2 separate regions of the Rattus norvegicus genome follow, and region 1 is linked to region 2. Evidence: chromatin contacts called from public Hi-C data. All regions are on one chromosome and are shown on one strand. The core of a region is the stretch at or near the end of the contact, and the rest is flanking DNA. Distances in the headings are between cores, read along the strand shown. Region 1 overlaps Myo5a (myosin VA). Region 2 holds the start of Myo5a (myosin VA).

Region 1 (7,786 bases), core at 3,112-5,611, 99 kb after region 2:
CAGGAGAGAAATCAAAGGAAGTCAAAACCATATCCCATTATGAAGAGGAAGAATAATTTTATGAGATATCAGATTTGAGTCAATTCCTGAAGAATGGGTAAGTTTGGATAAAAATGGAATTAAGCTATAAAGAAGTAGAAAAAACAGAATTTGCTAATGTGGCTGGAGAAATGTTTAAGAGTTCCTGCTTACAGAGGACTTGAGTTCGATTCCCAGCACCCACACTGGATAGCTTGCAACTGCAGCTCCAAGAGATCCAAGGCCTTCTGACTTCTGTCACCACATACATTCATATACTCATAGACACATACACATAAATCTGTAATAGTAAATCTTTAGAGCTAGACAGAGATGCAGTTAAAAACACTTGCTGTTCTTGCAGAGGACATAGGTTTGGTTCCCAGCACCCACGTGGCATGTCATGGCCATCCTTCCAGTCCACGGGAGCCAGCGTCTTTTGGACTCTACAGACACTGGACAGACACTGGTCATGACAAAGTGAACATTATGTACATGCAAGCAAAACTCTCACACACAGTTTTTTTCTTTAAAAACAAAGAAACAATAAGGTGGTCTTTTATGAGGTAAGAGTTGTGTATGAGACAGAAGACAAATTGTTAGGGATAGATGGTGATGCTGTAGACAGCCTGACGATTTTGTATAGTCACCTGAAGGGTTTGCGAGACACAGATTGCTAGCCTCTACCTGTAGAATTTCTCATTCAGTTGGTCTAGGATGGGCCCAATAACTTAACCACCTTCTCTCCTATACTTTATTTTTTTCTATTCTGTAGATAGAACCCAGGGCTTTGCAATGCTAGGCAAATATTGTATCACTAGCTAAATTCCATTATCATTTCTAACAGTTCCCTGGGCCTACACAGTACACATAGAAAAATCTCTAATCTGAGTCTTGATGAGTTTGAAATTCATGCAAAGGTTGCTTAAAATTTATTTTTCTTGTACCTTACTATGAAGTACTCATTCATAATTACTAGCTATTGATTAAATGTAATTCTTTTTTGATATTTTTCCCCTTTGAAAGAACTAAGGATCCCATTTTAGTTCTGATTTTTAAGATTTATTGTGGTTTTGGGGTTTTTTGTTTTGTTTTTTCAGTTTAGCCCCACTCCTTTCTAACCTGGGTTCAGATGGGAATATGAAGCAGAGAGCTGAGACATTCATGCAGCTGCCTCCTCCCCCAGCCCCTGGGGGGTCTGACCTGGACCTAGTGGAGGCAGAGGTAGTAGCTGAGCTCCTCAGGGGAAAAGGACCTAGCTAGGGTTCCTGTGTAAATGTTATTGTATCATTTTAGGCTTTTCAAATATATTTTATAGTTTCTAATTTTTTAGCTTCATGTTTAAAGGGATATGTGCAAAAACTGAGTTTCTCTGTATTTTGCTTAGAATTTCAGACACAGTAGTAATTAATATATGTAAAGTCTTCCTTTTTTGATATGAAAGTAGGTAATGATTTGCATGCTTACACCTGAGGCAGATCACCCCAATCACATGCATATCTCTTCCTACCCTACAGCTCTGCTTACAAAAGCAGCATGCATGACTGTATTTCTTATGGAAAAGCTTCTAGATCTTGTATACCTGTGGAAGGTGGTAGGCACCCTCACGAGGCATATGTAGTTTTGGAGACTGTTGAGGTACACTGTGTAGACACTTATCCTTAGTACGAACACAGAGATTTGGAAGGATTGGTTATTGGTTGTTTTTGTTTTGTTTTTAATTTTTATTTTCTGTGTTTTTCTTCCTGCCTTATTCGTCATACTGGTGTTTTTGTCTCTTCAGCTGCTCAAGGATTGTATTGCCTGATGTAATCTTACAGCGGGTCACTCAAAGGGAGTGTCAACATCTCCATTTCCTTGAGATGTTTAAAGTCCAAACAAGCAAATAGTAGCTGCATAGAACCCACAACCAGTTTGAGGCCTCAGATAATAACTCCAGGTAGAATAATTCTGGAAAATAACTCTTAGGCTACCATTTTCTCTAAAATCCTTTTTATTTACACAACTTATAAAGGATCAACAATCTGGCTCCATTAGTTCGTTGAAATGTAGATCAGGGTTTAGATGATAGATTCATCTTTTTACTGATTCTAATTCTAGATTTTTTTCTATCTTTAATTTCTTTTATAAGGTCATTATTTCTCCTTATATTTATTATTTCTCCCCTAACATAGGACAAGGATAAATACCAGTTTGGTAAGACAAAGATCTTTTTTCGTGCTGGTCAAGTGGCCTATCTAGAAAAATTGAGGGCTGACAAACTGAGGGCGGCCTGCATCCGGATCCAGAAGACGATTCGTGGGTGGCTGCTGAGGAAGAGATACCTGTGTATGCAGAGGGCAGCCATCACAGTGCAGCGATACGTGCGTGGCTATCAGGCTCGATGGTGGGTCTCCTTATGGCCTCATGGGCCTCCTCTAGCGCATGGTCCACTCTTGGACAGGTCCCAGTGAGAAGATAGTGTCACAGTCACTGTTAGTTTCAAAGCTTAGCAAATTAGCTCACAAGACAATTTAAAAGAGTAAATTCTTACGTAGATTTATGATAGTAAAGATTTGAATTGCTACCGACTTAGGTCCTTAGAATTTGTACACCTTCTACTTTAACATGGAGCTTGAAGAAATTGTATGTAAATTAAAAGAACCACGAATATGAGACAGATAATCTTGTCTCTACTGAGAGCAATTAACTAAGAAAATTCTAGCAAAAAATCATATTTCAGTATGAAATAATGAAATACATAGAGGTACAAGTGAAAGTGAATTAATGGTGAAGCACGTATACTCAGATTCAGGAAAAGATGTTACTTGAAAAGTGATCTACAATAACAGTAAGGTAAGTTTGGAATTACAGTGTGCATCAGTTTGCTGTGTGAAGGGAACTACGATCCTGTCCTAGAAAGAGGAAAGTGTTATGAACTTCTTTTCTTTTCTGTAAAATGTGGCAATATGGGACATCCTGCTTTTCAAAATTAGGGAAACCCCAATGAGAAAGTAGTTCAGAAGCTACACATTGCTGAACACACGTGAGCATAAGTGCTTATCTTGGTGAATATTAGAATACAGTGAGGTTCTTCTCGGGATACCTAAGACACTGACATTGACGGTTCGCAGTCCTGGTGAGTGACAGTGCACCACTCTTGTCTTTGGGCAGCTATGCTAAGTTTCTGCGCAGAACCAAGGCAGCAACCACCATTCAGAAGTACTGGCGCATGTATGTGGTCCGCAGGAAGTACAAGATTAGACGAGCTGCCACCATTGTTCTTCAGTCTTATTTGAGAGGCTACTTGGCAAGAAATAGGTATCGCAAGGTAAGACACTGTTCTCAAGGCTGTTCATGCATTCCAGCAATACTAATCACATTCTCCATCTGTACTTAGTGCCATCTAGATGGCTGTGGGCAAAGAAGCCATGTAGACAACACAGAAGAAAATATACGTCCCATTTCCGTTTGTCTGTACAGCTTTTAAAGTTGAATAAGTGAATGTGAAACGAAAATCACAAACTTGGTTGCTAAAAACAATCGTGCTTATTTTCTCAGCCTTCTGGAGGCCAAAAGTCCAGAACCACTGGACTATAATCAGGATATCAGCAGTATCACATTCCCTAAAAGCCCAAAATATAAGCATTCATCGTTCCTCCCAGTGGTGGCCTACAATCCCGCACCTGTGACCACATTGCTTCTATCTCTGCTCTATCTTTATATCATCTGTCTCTTATGAAACAATGATGGGGCTGGTTAGATCCCCAGAACCCACAGCATGGAAGGAAACAATCAGCCGACAAGTATGTTCCCCCACAAAATAATTGTTTTTAAAGATTTTTTTAAATTATGGTATTTAGATCCCACCTTCATAATCCAGGATAACATCCCCATCTCAAGATCTTTAACCTAGTCATATCTGTGAAGTCCCTTTTTCCAAATAAGATCACAATTACAAGTTCTAGGTATTAGGACTTTATTGGGGACCATTATTCAGACAGATATAGAGAGATAAGCTACACAAATAGGTTAAATATATGACAGAAGATAAACCTAAGGAGAAAAACTTAGAAAAATTCATTATGGTGAAGAGGAAATAGATATATTTGTATGTTTAAAGTTATATTGACTAGAATGTGGTACGTCTTTAATTCAGTGTGTGTGTGTGTGTGTGTGTGTGTGTGTGTGTGTGTGTGTGTGTGTGTGCAAGTTGTACATACATATGTAGAGACCAGAGCAGGACTTCAGTTACCTTGAGACAGTGTCTCTCACTAAACCCGAAGCTCATTGTCTTGGCCAGGCTAGTCAGCCCGCACGCAAACTCCCAAGATCAGCTTGTCACCATCTCCCAGTTCTGGGGTTATGGAGATAAGTGTCTATTCTTGGGTTTTTATGTGGGTGCTGGGGATTCACACAAAGATCCTCCTGTTTGTATAGCAAGCAATTCTTATGCACTAAGCCATCCTCCAAGCCTCACAAATCTTTTTTGCATGTGGCACCAGGGTTGAATTCAAGACTGCATGCATAATAACCATGCACTTGTCTACTAAGCCACACTCTGTCCTCAAAGTGACCTTTGTATCTTAGAATAATTGATGTTACTCTGTAGATCAGAGATCACCAACGAATCTTTTTAAAAACATGTGTGTGTGTGTATGTATGTATTAAAAAGACTATCATGACTTTATGTTACATTTTCTTGCTTTTAGCTTTCTCTTTTAAACTCTGTTCCTTTACCTTGGCATCCGTAACAGATTCCTGCTGCATTCAAAACAGCAGCAATAGGAAATCCTAGAATGATACACCTGAAATGTGGCCAACAAGTACATCATCAACTTTAGGCTGAGGAAGGTGGCACACACCTTTAATCCCAGCACTAAATGGGCAGAGGCAGTTGGATCTCCATAGTTTTGAGGCTAGCCTGGTCTACAACCAGACCAACCAGGGCTACCTAGAGAGACCCTATCTCAAACAAACAAAAACAATGTCACCTCCTGTGTTCAAGGGTGGAGTCAATAAGTCATTAATAACCTTTCACTATATCAGCCAACTTACTGGCTGTCCCCATGACCTCATGTACCAACTTAGCACACAGAGACTCAGTGCAGTGGCAAAATCTATTTTAATAACACATAGTTCATAAAGTACCTAGTTTTTAGTTTTATAAGACCTCCTACCAGCAGAAATCATATACCAGTAAAGAAACTGATGCATTTTTTTGTGTTCTTCATAGAACTTTTTTCTTTTGGCAATCTGGTATTTTTTTATTTAGATTGCTTCCAATTCTGTTTTGTTAGTAGTTGTGTGTGTGTGTGTGTGTGTGTGTGTGTGTGTGTGTGTGTGTGTCCCCACACACACAATAAAATGTAATTAGAAAAGTGGACATTGAAAGTTTATTTGGAATTTGGAAAGGACTATACTGATATATTGAGATATTGCCTTTATATTTCTATGATTTATAATCCACATAAGAACACAGTTGATTTAATTTTTTCTTCCTCTCGAGGTATGGATTCTCAATTTGACACACTTAGGCAGATAGACTTGAACTTTGAGTCTAGTCTAGAGTCTCAGGTTATCTTCCTTTTTCTGCAGATACTCCGTGAGCACAAAGCAGTCATCATTCAGAAACGTGTCCGTGGCTGGCTGGCTCGTACACATTATAAGAGGACCATGAAAGCCATCATCTACCTTCAATGCTGCTTCCGGCGGATGATGGCCAAGCGTGAGCTGAAGAAACTCAAAATTGAGGCTCGCTCTGTGGAACGCTACAAGAAGCTCCATATTGGCATGGAAAACAAGATTATGCAGCTGCAACGCAAAGTGGATGAGCAGGTGGTTTAAAGGAGCCCTGAAGCTAGAGCACATCGAAGGGATCCACTGGGGTTGTTCTTAGTTGCGTGAGTCTCAGGGACAGACAGGATCTTTTTAACACAGCCTACTCCACACCTGTTTGATCTTGAGTCACATTGTAATTTATACTTTGCAGACCTCTTTCACCACTTCTCTGTTTGTGCGCACTCTCCAACAGTTGTTTGGCACTGCAGTGGCAGGAGAAGCAGGAAAATGTCCGTGTGTCTGTGAAGCCCACAGTCTGTTTGCAGAGAGGAAATTCTATTGCTTAGCAGTAGTTACTAAGTAGTATTCTAGCACATGCAAATGATCTAAAGGTAACTAAGAATGTCTATGGAAGAGATAAGGACAGCAAGGGGACAAGGCCCACAATGAAATAGGATTCATGGATTCTCTAAATGCAATGAGAAATTTGAGATTTGTGAGGAACTGCTTTATCACTCTTATTCATCTTCTATCTAGTATGTGGCTTATTTTTTATTAGCCCCAAGTTCTGACCTGTGGTAGGTAGATAGTATCACTTAGCTAAATCTCAGGTCTTAAGCTAAGCATAGTGGCTTAAGCCTGTATTCTAGGTATGGAGGAGGCTGAGTGGAGAACTGCCTCCATGAAAGTGCTAGGAATTGAAGCAAATTTCCTGTAAGAGCAGCTAGTGTCCTTAATCAGTGAGCCATTCTCTCTAGCCCCTCCCCTTTACTTCTGGATTAAAAATTAGGAAATTTTGGGACTGGAGGGATGGTTAAGAACGTTCCAGAGTCCTCTGAGTTCAGCTTTCAGCTCCCTTTAGTGTCATGTAAAACTGTACTCCAAAGGGATTTGATGCCCTCTTCTGGTGTGGAGATGTGCATACAGACAAAACACCCATATACATAAAGTACGTAAGTAAATAAATCTTTACAAAATAATTAGGAATGTAAGAGTTTACTGCGAAACTTGTGATTATGAGAAAATCAAATTTTTGTTGTATATTATATAAAACAGAATTAATTGCTCTGTGTTGTTCTTTTTTGTGTAATGAAGAAACCATTTGTTAGATTATGGAAGCCAAGCAGGTAGAAACTAATACCATATCCTTATCTACTTACACTAAGGAAGTGTGTTGCCATTCTGTCCTGGTTCTGATGTTCAATGTGGTTTTGTTGGTTTTTGTTTTTGTTTTTTAAGACAGGGTCCCACTCTTTAGACCAGGCTGGCCCTTGAACTCACAAAGATCTACCTGCCTCTGCCTCCCAAGTGCTAGGATTAAAGGAGTGTGCCACCACACCCAGCTCAATGTTGTTTTTAATGCAGGGTTATATTATGATCATTTTAGTACAGCAATTTTGGCCATCTTGATGCTATGATGATGTATTAAAATTTATAGCTGGAATATCATGGCATAACCAGCCTTTAATCCAAGCACTTCAGACTGAGACAGAGGCAGGTGGATCTTTATGAGTGTGAGGCCAGCCTGGTCTACAAGGTAAGTTCCAGGTCAGCCTGGGTTACATAGTGAGATCTTTTTTTTTTTTTTTTTTTTTTTTGGTTCTTTTTTTTCGGAGCTGGGGATCGAACCCAGGGCCTTGCGCTTCCTAGGTAAGCGCTCTACCACTGAGCTAAATCCCCAGCCCCACATAGTGAGATCTTGTCTTGAAAACAGAATCCATAAGACTTGTTGGTACACACCTAAAATCTGAGGATCATGAGTTAGAGGCTTTGGGGTTGCATAATGAGTTTAGCTAGACTAAATAGTAAGACCCACTCTCCAAAACAAAACAGTAAAACCTAGATGGATATAATTAATGGGCATGGTAACCTCACTGCATACATTTGGTCATTCATACTATTAATAGTTACTTATTGTTACTAATGTCTGTATTTTAAGAATAAAGACTACAAATGCCTCATGGAGAAACTGACCAATCTAGAAGGAGTATACAACTCTGAGACTGAA
Region 2 (7,775 bases), core at 2,950-5,449:
TACATTTAAAGGCATTTATAGGCAAGTACACATGTATCAATTAAGATAGATACTTATTTCTTTTTGCTGTAGCTAAGAGTCTATAAGCCAAATACTATGATAGCAACAAGCCACCCATTCTTAAAGGAAGCCAGGCATGTTGGAGAAATGGAAGAGGAGATAAATACAAAATGAGCCTGGAAAATGTGCTCAAAAGGAAATGCTCCAAAACAAAACAAAACTTTTGAGCTTAACTACTCTACCTCTTCAGGCAGGATTAAAATATACAGCCTTGGCTGGCCTTGAACTTGCCAGAATCCCCCTGCGTCTGCCTGTGCCTCCTCAGAGCTAGGGTTATAGTATAAAACACAGAGCTGCTTATATGCACCAGTGTTCCATTCCTCTGTCTGTCCTATCAGGGACAGATGATCAGGACTTCTTCACTCACCCAAACTTTCCCTCTGCCCAGGACCCAGCCTTCAGAAACATTATACACTAGGATAGATGTGAACACTGACTAAGTAGTTCGATAAGTAGTAACTAGCACTTTGTTTCTGCCTCTAGAATTAGGCCATGCCTATAGAACTAGGATCATTACTGTGAGAGACAATGTTGAGTGGCATACTCCTGTAACCCCAGCACTGGGAGGCTGAGGTACAAGAATGAGTTCCAGGCCAGCCAGACTCTCTATACAACAAGGATCTGGATCAAAAGAAGAAAAAGGAGAAAAAAGTTTCTGAACAAAATGACAGAAGCCAGGAGAGAAACATGGAAAACACACTGTCTCTTATAGTCTTCAGGAGGACCCATGTTCTTAGACCTTGGTCTGGGCTCTCCAGTTCCAGAACTGAGATCATACATCTCCATTGTTGAAGCACATTTTATAATATTTATATTACTCGAGCAAGTGAGTACATACACTTTATACCTTTTAACTTTTTTGTCTCCCCAATAAGAATCTAAACCCATGAGTATCTATAGAGAGTTTTCACAGGAATTCTCGACATGTAGAATAACATCTGGTACACTGTATCTCTGAATAGTCATTGATAACAGTAGCATTCATGAATACATATGGATGTACATATATATATATTATGTATGTATGTATGTATGTATGTATGTATGTACAGAGATAGAGTCCTTGACTTGGAATGGCTCATTTTTTTTTACTTTACAATGATATGATATAAAAGTGGCATATATTCAGGAGAAAATGCACTCTTTTTTTCTCTCCTAACCTATTTTCGGTAGTATTGGAGTGGAACCCATGGCCTCACCAGGGACTCAGTAAGTATTATAGCACTAGCTACATCCCCAGTCCAGAACTTTTGGAATGATCTTTATACTTAGTTATTTAACTTGTATGGGTGTTTTCCTCGCATGTCTGTCTGTGTGCCTGGTATCCATGGAGTCCAGAAGAGGATATCAAATTCTCTAGAACTGGAGTCATAGACAATTGTTAGCTACCATATGGGTGCTGGGAATTGAACCCACATGAATTGAATTAACTGCCAATTGTCTTAACAAGTTGTTTTCAACCTAGTGACTGGCAGTCAGTAACACACTGCCTTATGTTGCTGGACTGTGGCAGTAAGTTGTAGCTCCCAGTCAGCCACGCTTTCACCAAGGGAAATGACAGATGGCTTTACACTTCTGTGTGGCCAGCATTTTTCTTTGGACAAGTATGCAATAAATTACTTAAGTTATTCGCCACCATCACTAGTTAGACTTTGTGTTAGATGACTCTGTCCAACAACAGGCGAATTTAATTGTTCTGAGCAGGTTCAAGGTAGATAAGGCTAAGCTATGCCACGGCTGTTCAGTAGATTAGGGCCAGTAAGTAAGTGCACTTCAAATTAATAGTATTCTTATTTATAATTGGTCTGTTGGGATATGACTCTTTCAAGTTAAAAAAAATAAAAGAAAGTCAAGGGACATCTGAACTTTGGAGGAAATGATCTTTTTTAAACGTGTTTTCATTTGAAAAAATTTACAAGAAAATGTTCTTAATTTATAAAGCAATAACTGAAAATTTTATCAATTTACAATAAAATATACACTACCTTATACCAACTTTTGGGGTGTGGGCCCTGCTTCTGGTTTTCAGACGTTAGTAATAACAGAGTGCTTTAGGCTATAAATATGTATATGCATTAGATAGAAGAGTCCACCATCAGAATGCCCCTCTCCCCATTGCTGGTTGGGTGTGTTTTGTTTAAAGTTTGTTCTTTTCCTGTTTGAAGCAAGAGGTTAGTGGTCAGAAACCCATTCCCCAAGTGTATGTGGTGGCATGCATCTGCAATTTCAGCACTCCTGGGACTCAAGGCGGAGAGGTATGATTGTTCTGGGTCAACTAAACAAAGAGACTTTACCACCACCACTACCACCACCAAAAGGAAAAAAAAAAAAAAAACCGCCCCCATATCCTCTTTCTCTTACATCTGGGTAGATGAATGTATGTCTTCGAAAATTATGAAAGAACCATTCCAATTTTATTTTTGTTCATGTAAATAAGAGTCACTTTCACAAGAACTCTTAGGGTTTTGATTTGGGTGTTTTGGTGTCTCCCTCCCTCCACCCCCGCCCTGTCATACTCAGTATTTCTCAACTGTCCTGACAGGTTGCTAAGATCTGGAGGGTAAGGAAGCAGGCACTTTCTACATACTTGAAGGAAGTATAAGAGATAGGCGCTCAACTCAATGCTTTGGATGCTCTGCTGGCCAGAGGTACATTTTGGCTTCTTTCACAGGTAGACAAAGAAAGGATGGAATCCAGAAACATCAACGGAGTGAAGAGTCTTCCTTCAAATACCCACTTCTCAAGTTCAGACATAACCAGGGAGCTAGGCTTGTGCTCTGACTTCGATTGGACTCCTCTCAGAACCTCGTCTCTAAAGTTTCAGCGCTCACAAGGCAGAGGCAGGAGGATGGAGTTTGAAGAAAACCGGGGCTATCTCAAGCCCAATGAGCCAAACAATAAAACTGGTCTCAGTTTCCCATGATAGGCACTGGCCACAACTTAAGAGTTTAAAGAAAAACGATGGACACATAAAAAAAGGCTAAAATTTTAAAAGATTACTTCAAGTTTGAAGGTGTGGCTCAAGAGAACATGGGATGAAAAGACCACACTCCTGTGCTTGAGTAAGGGTAAGGAATAGACTGGGTCAAGGTCGCAAGCACTTGAGTTTCTCTCAGTGGCTGCCTTTTTCTGGTGCTGTCAAGCCTAACAGATCAGCAGAACAAAAGGTCTTGTTCTGAATGGTGGTGAACCTATGCAAACACTCAGGTCTACGGTGGCTGTTCCCCAGGGCCATCTTGTTTTCAGGTTCATTTGAGTTCCTCTGTGTTAGAGCCCACCCTATGTTCTTGCATCACCAAGGGACCCTACTGCAAACCCAAGTCCAGTGTGACCTTGGGCATCCTTCAAATTCCGGGTGGTGCAAGCTTCCCCGCTCTGCAGTGAGCAAGGCTCTTCTGGAGTTGCAGGTTCACCAAGAGGCCTTCCATGAAACCTCCCAAACCCCAAGTCCTCTCCCAACAAACAGCGGGACCAGGAGGAGCAGCCTCGAGGCTGCCGGGTCTACACTCTTAACAGTTCCTGCCTCACGCGGGACGCGCTCCCGTACTGCCCCACGTTCGCGCAGGCTGGGGCACTCGGCCAAAGCAGGTTTGAGATGTCAGCCGCGTGGGCTGAGGATGTTCGGTGCCCGCCGCCGATGGGAGGCAGCGTGAGCCCGAGAGAGCCGAGAGCGATCACGGTGGCCGCGCTCGAGCGCAGCCTCCTCCCGCTCCCACAATGCATAGGGCGGCGGCGGCGGCGGCTGCACCGCGCGCCGCTGAGGAGACAGAGGAGGCTACCGAGACCAGGCCTCTGAGGAGGCGAAGCGGCTGAGGAAACTGAGGGAGACGGGGGGCTGAGGACGCGAGGCTGCTGAGGAGACCGCCACGGCTGTGTGTGCGGAGCAGGCGGCTGGGGAGACTGAGGCGGGACGCGGCTGCTACCCGGAGCCCACGAGCACGCGCCTCGGGCTCACGCGGCCGGTGAACCCCGGAGGTGATGACTGTCAGGCTCCCGCCCGCCGCTAGCGCCTGACGCGCCCCGCCCCGCCCGGGCCCGCCCGCCAGCTTGGCCCGCCCTGCCCGGCCGGGCCCTTCCCCTGCTCCCCGCCCGCCGCCGTTTCACCCGCGCGGGCGGCCGCCACGCGAGCTGCGGCCTCCGCCCAGGCGGGGGGCGTCGGCGCTGGGCCCGCCATGGCCGCGTCCGAGCTCTACACCAAGGTAACGCGCGCCGCGGGGCCGTGCCCTGGGGAGGGGTCGCGCGCCCGGGACCGTGGTTGTAGGACCGGCGGGTTCCACGGGACTGCACCTCCCTACCCGGCTGCACCTCCCTGCCCTGCCTCCCGATCCCATTTCGGATGGGATGCTCTTGGGCAGATAGATGCTCGAGCCGCTCTCTCGGGACTCGTGCTTAAAATAACGTCCTGTGCGGGTATGCGCTAGGCAACCTCTCCAGGAGATTATTTCGGATTCTGCAGATCTAGCCAGTCCACTTTCACCTTTAGCTGCGGGGTTCTTGCCATTGGCCTGGGGTGCGGAGCCTTTGGGAAGATGCTGCCCGGAGATGGCGAGCTTATTCTTAGGCTCGTCGGTGGCTGGGAGTTTGCAACCTGCGCGTTATCCCCGAGAGCCTCGTTAGCTGTGTCCTCACCCTCCTTTCCGGCGAGCCTTTCCCCTTTGGTCTTCGTTTAGGGGAAGTAGCAGCCTTTTCAGTCGTAAACCGACGCCCATATTCTCAGGGTCTGGTAATCTCTGAATGGCGTATTTTTGGAGAGACTGTTCAGAAAATCTGCGTTGGGCAGCGCGTGGTGTATGCATTCGTGGTATCTTATGTTATGGTTTCAATAAGTGTTTTGCCAGCTAATGATTATTAAAATTATTTCTAATCCCACTCAACAGAATTGCCTTAACTTTTCTAGTTCACGTTTTCAAAATTTTACCAGAATCCATATCTTTCTGTCTCTCTCGATCTCTGCCTTTGTCTCTGGCATGGAGAGTGAATGTAGGGCCTCATGCATACTAGGTAAACCCTTTACCACTGAGCTATATATAGATAGCCCCGGCTTTCTGGGCTCTTCTTTTAGCAGTTTGGAATCATTCCTTGCACACGTGACACCAATAAGCCCAGAGCCCAAATTGCAACCTTGAGGAAAGAAATCTGGATGGGGCATCCAGATACCTGCATCTGGTCTAGACCTTTCCACCAACCGTGTGCCATTTGGCAAACTGCATAACCTCTCTGGTTCAGGTTTCTTACTTGTAAATAGAGTTAATTTTATGTGTCCTCTTGACCTTCCTTACAAGCTGTTGTGAGGATCAAATTTAATACTATTTGTGAAAGCATTCTGTGACCTCTGACTTTTTTTTTAAACAAATATGAGGTATATGATTAATTTCTTCCATCCATGAAATGAAGAGCTTGCATGAACCTGGGACTTTCTTTCTAGCCCTAGATTTAAGAAGTGTACAATTAGAACATTTCTCTAAAGCTAGTAATTTCTTTTGGCATGGCAAGTCTATAAGACTATCATTGGAAACTGATTAAAAGTTACCTTATTAACTTATATAGTACAGTTCTAAGTGTTTTGCAAGTACTAACTCATTTAATCATTGCAGTTAATGTACGAAGTAGATACAAGTATCAATTACGTCCCTGTGAAGAGCTGTCACATTGTTACATTGTTCTGTCCTGTCTGGCCCCCTACCAGACCCCTGCCATCAGTCCATCTTGGACCTGCTAATTATAGGCTGATAAGCAAAAATTGGGTGGTAAGTAGCTGGACTTCTCTAGACCTGTTTTTCACCCCCACAAGATATTTTGTAGGGAAAATGGGGAAGGTGTTGTCTTTTTTTTTTTTTTTTTTTTTTTGGAGCTGAGGACCAAACCCAGAGCCTTGCGCTTGAGGTGTTGTCATTTTTAAATTATAAAGTTTTGGGGGTTCCATCACAGCCTTATGGGTGATAGAATTCATCTTATATAGTCTTCTTAGATACAGATTGTCACTGAAACAGGTTGGGACTTAAGGGGCTTTTTCCTAAATTCAGATATACCTCAGAATAGCCTTATTCTGTAGTTGTTTGTGGATTGATTTGTGAACGGGCCTTAGTTTAATGACAGGAGGGAATATTTATTGTCCTATATACCAAATACTCTGTCTGGTGTTTAGAGTTTCTAACAGTGGACAAATCATAGTCCTTTCCTCATAGGACTCACAGTCTACTTATTATATTCTTGACCCACTTTGAATCTCCAAGGGCATAAATAACCTGCTGTTACCTTAACAACAGGCAGGCAGATGTGTTAGCAGGACATAGGTGATGTCTCTGGATGTGGCAAATGTTGGAATGATTCTAGAGGACCGAGTAGTATTAGGAGAAGAAAGGAAACCATTAGAAGAAATGTCAGTATAACCCAAGTATCTGTCCCTTGCAGACAATTGTAGAGAGGGAAGTGGTGGATAGATTTCAAGGAAAACATGTTACTGACATGCCATAATTATGATATTCAGCATGTGATTAAATATGAAAAGTGCCCTTTTAAAAGTTGTCATCAGACCTTTGAGGCAGATTTTGATGTGTGATACAGATCAGCTCCTATTACAGTGAAGGGCATGGGACTGTTCAATTTATTTTCTTAAGTTAGAATGATAATGGTTTTGACATAGCAATTTAGCAGGGTTTTCATTTCATAAAAATTTCTAGAAGTTTAAATATTTAAGAGCAATAGCTTAATACCTAGATATAATGTTTCTTAAGACTAACATTTTGGTTAAAGCATATTTGTTGATTTTTCCAGTAGGGTTTTTTTTAATTACAGTACTATTGAGTTACTTTTTTAAAAAGATGTAGCATATAATATTTGAGATTTATTTTTTCTTTTACTGGATTTTTTTAGTTTACATTTTAAATGTTATCCCCTTTCCCAGTTTCCCCACCAGAAACCCGCTATCCCATCCCCTCCCCTCCCCTGCCACCCCCAGTACTGTGAGGATGCTCCCTCACCCACCCACCTACTCCCTCCCACCTCGATGCCCTAACATTCCTTTACATTGGGGCATTGAACCTTGACAGGACCAAGGGCCTCTCCTCCCATTGATATCTGACAAGGCCATCCTCTGCTACATATGCAGATGGAGCCATAGGTCCATCCCTATGTTTACTTGGAATGCTAGTTTAGTCCCTGGGAGCTCTCAGGGCTCTGGTTGGTTGGTATTGTTCTTCTTATGGGGTTGCAAATTCCTTCAGCTACTTCAGTCCTTTCTCTAACTCCTCTATTGGGGACCCTGTTCTCAGTTCAATGATTGGCTGTGAACATCTGCCTCTGTATTTGTCAAGCTCTGGCAGAGCCTCTCAGGAGACAGCTATATCAGGCTCCTGTCAGCATGCTCTTCTTGGCATCCACAATATTGTCTGGGTTTGGTGTCTGTATATGGGATGGACTCCCCCAGGTTGGGCAGTCTCTGGATAGCCTTTTCTTCAGTCTCTGTTCCATACATTATCTCCATATTTCTTCCTGTGAGTATTTTTGTTCCCCTTTCTAAGAAGGTCTGAAGCACTTTGGTCATCCTTCTTCTTGAGCTTCATGTGGTTTGTTAATTGTATCTTGGGTATTCCGAGCTTTTGGGCTAATATCCACTTATCAGTGAGTGCATACCATATGTGTTTTTCTGTGATTGGTTTACCTCACTCAAAATGATACTTTTAAGTTTCATCCATTTGCCTAAAAATTTCATGAAG

Evidence for each region. A called contact is a pair of places that touch in the nucleus more often than the background predicts.
Region 1: a contact with region 2 is called in a Hi-C map of Schwann cells, with 2.6 times the contacts expected there. The contact joins the enhancer-like site here to the promoter of Myo5a in region 2. A contact is called at or near these places in 2 of 12 Hi-C or Micro-C datasets (the A7r5 cell line and Schwann cells) and 1 of 1 datasets of contacts at active chromatin or transcription factors (oligodendrocytes).

The regions. Positions count from the first base shown.
Region 1 is chr8:84,787,965-84,795,750 of GRCr8, forward strand. Myo5a (myosin VA) reads left to right here. Exons shown (of 40, transcript NM_022178.2): 19 at 2,193-2,404; 20 at 3,172-3,328; 21 at 5,596-5,835; 22 at 7,718-7,786. Among named protein-coding and RNA genes, the nearest start is that of Myo5c, 78 kb to the right of the region's middle. Within about 2 kb of position 4,362, at least 5 of the 93 cell types and tissues checked have an H3K27ac peak or open chromatin away from gene starts, as enhancers often do.
Region 2 is chr8:84,688,750-84,696,524 of GRCr8, forward strand. Myo5a (myosin VA) reads left to right here and starts at 4,200. Exons shown (of 40, transcript NM_022178.2): 1 at 4,200-4,259. The coding sequence starts at 4,233.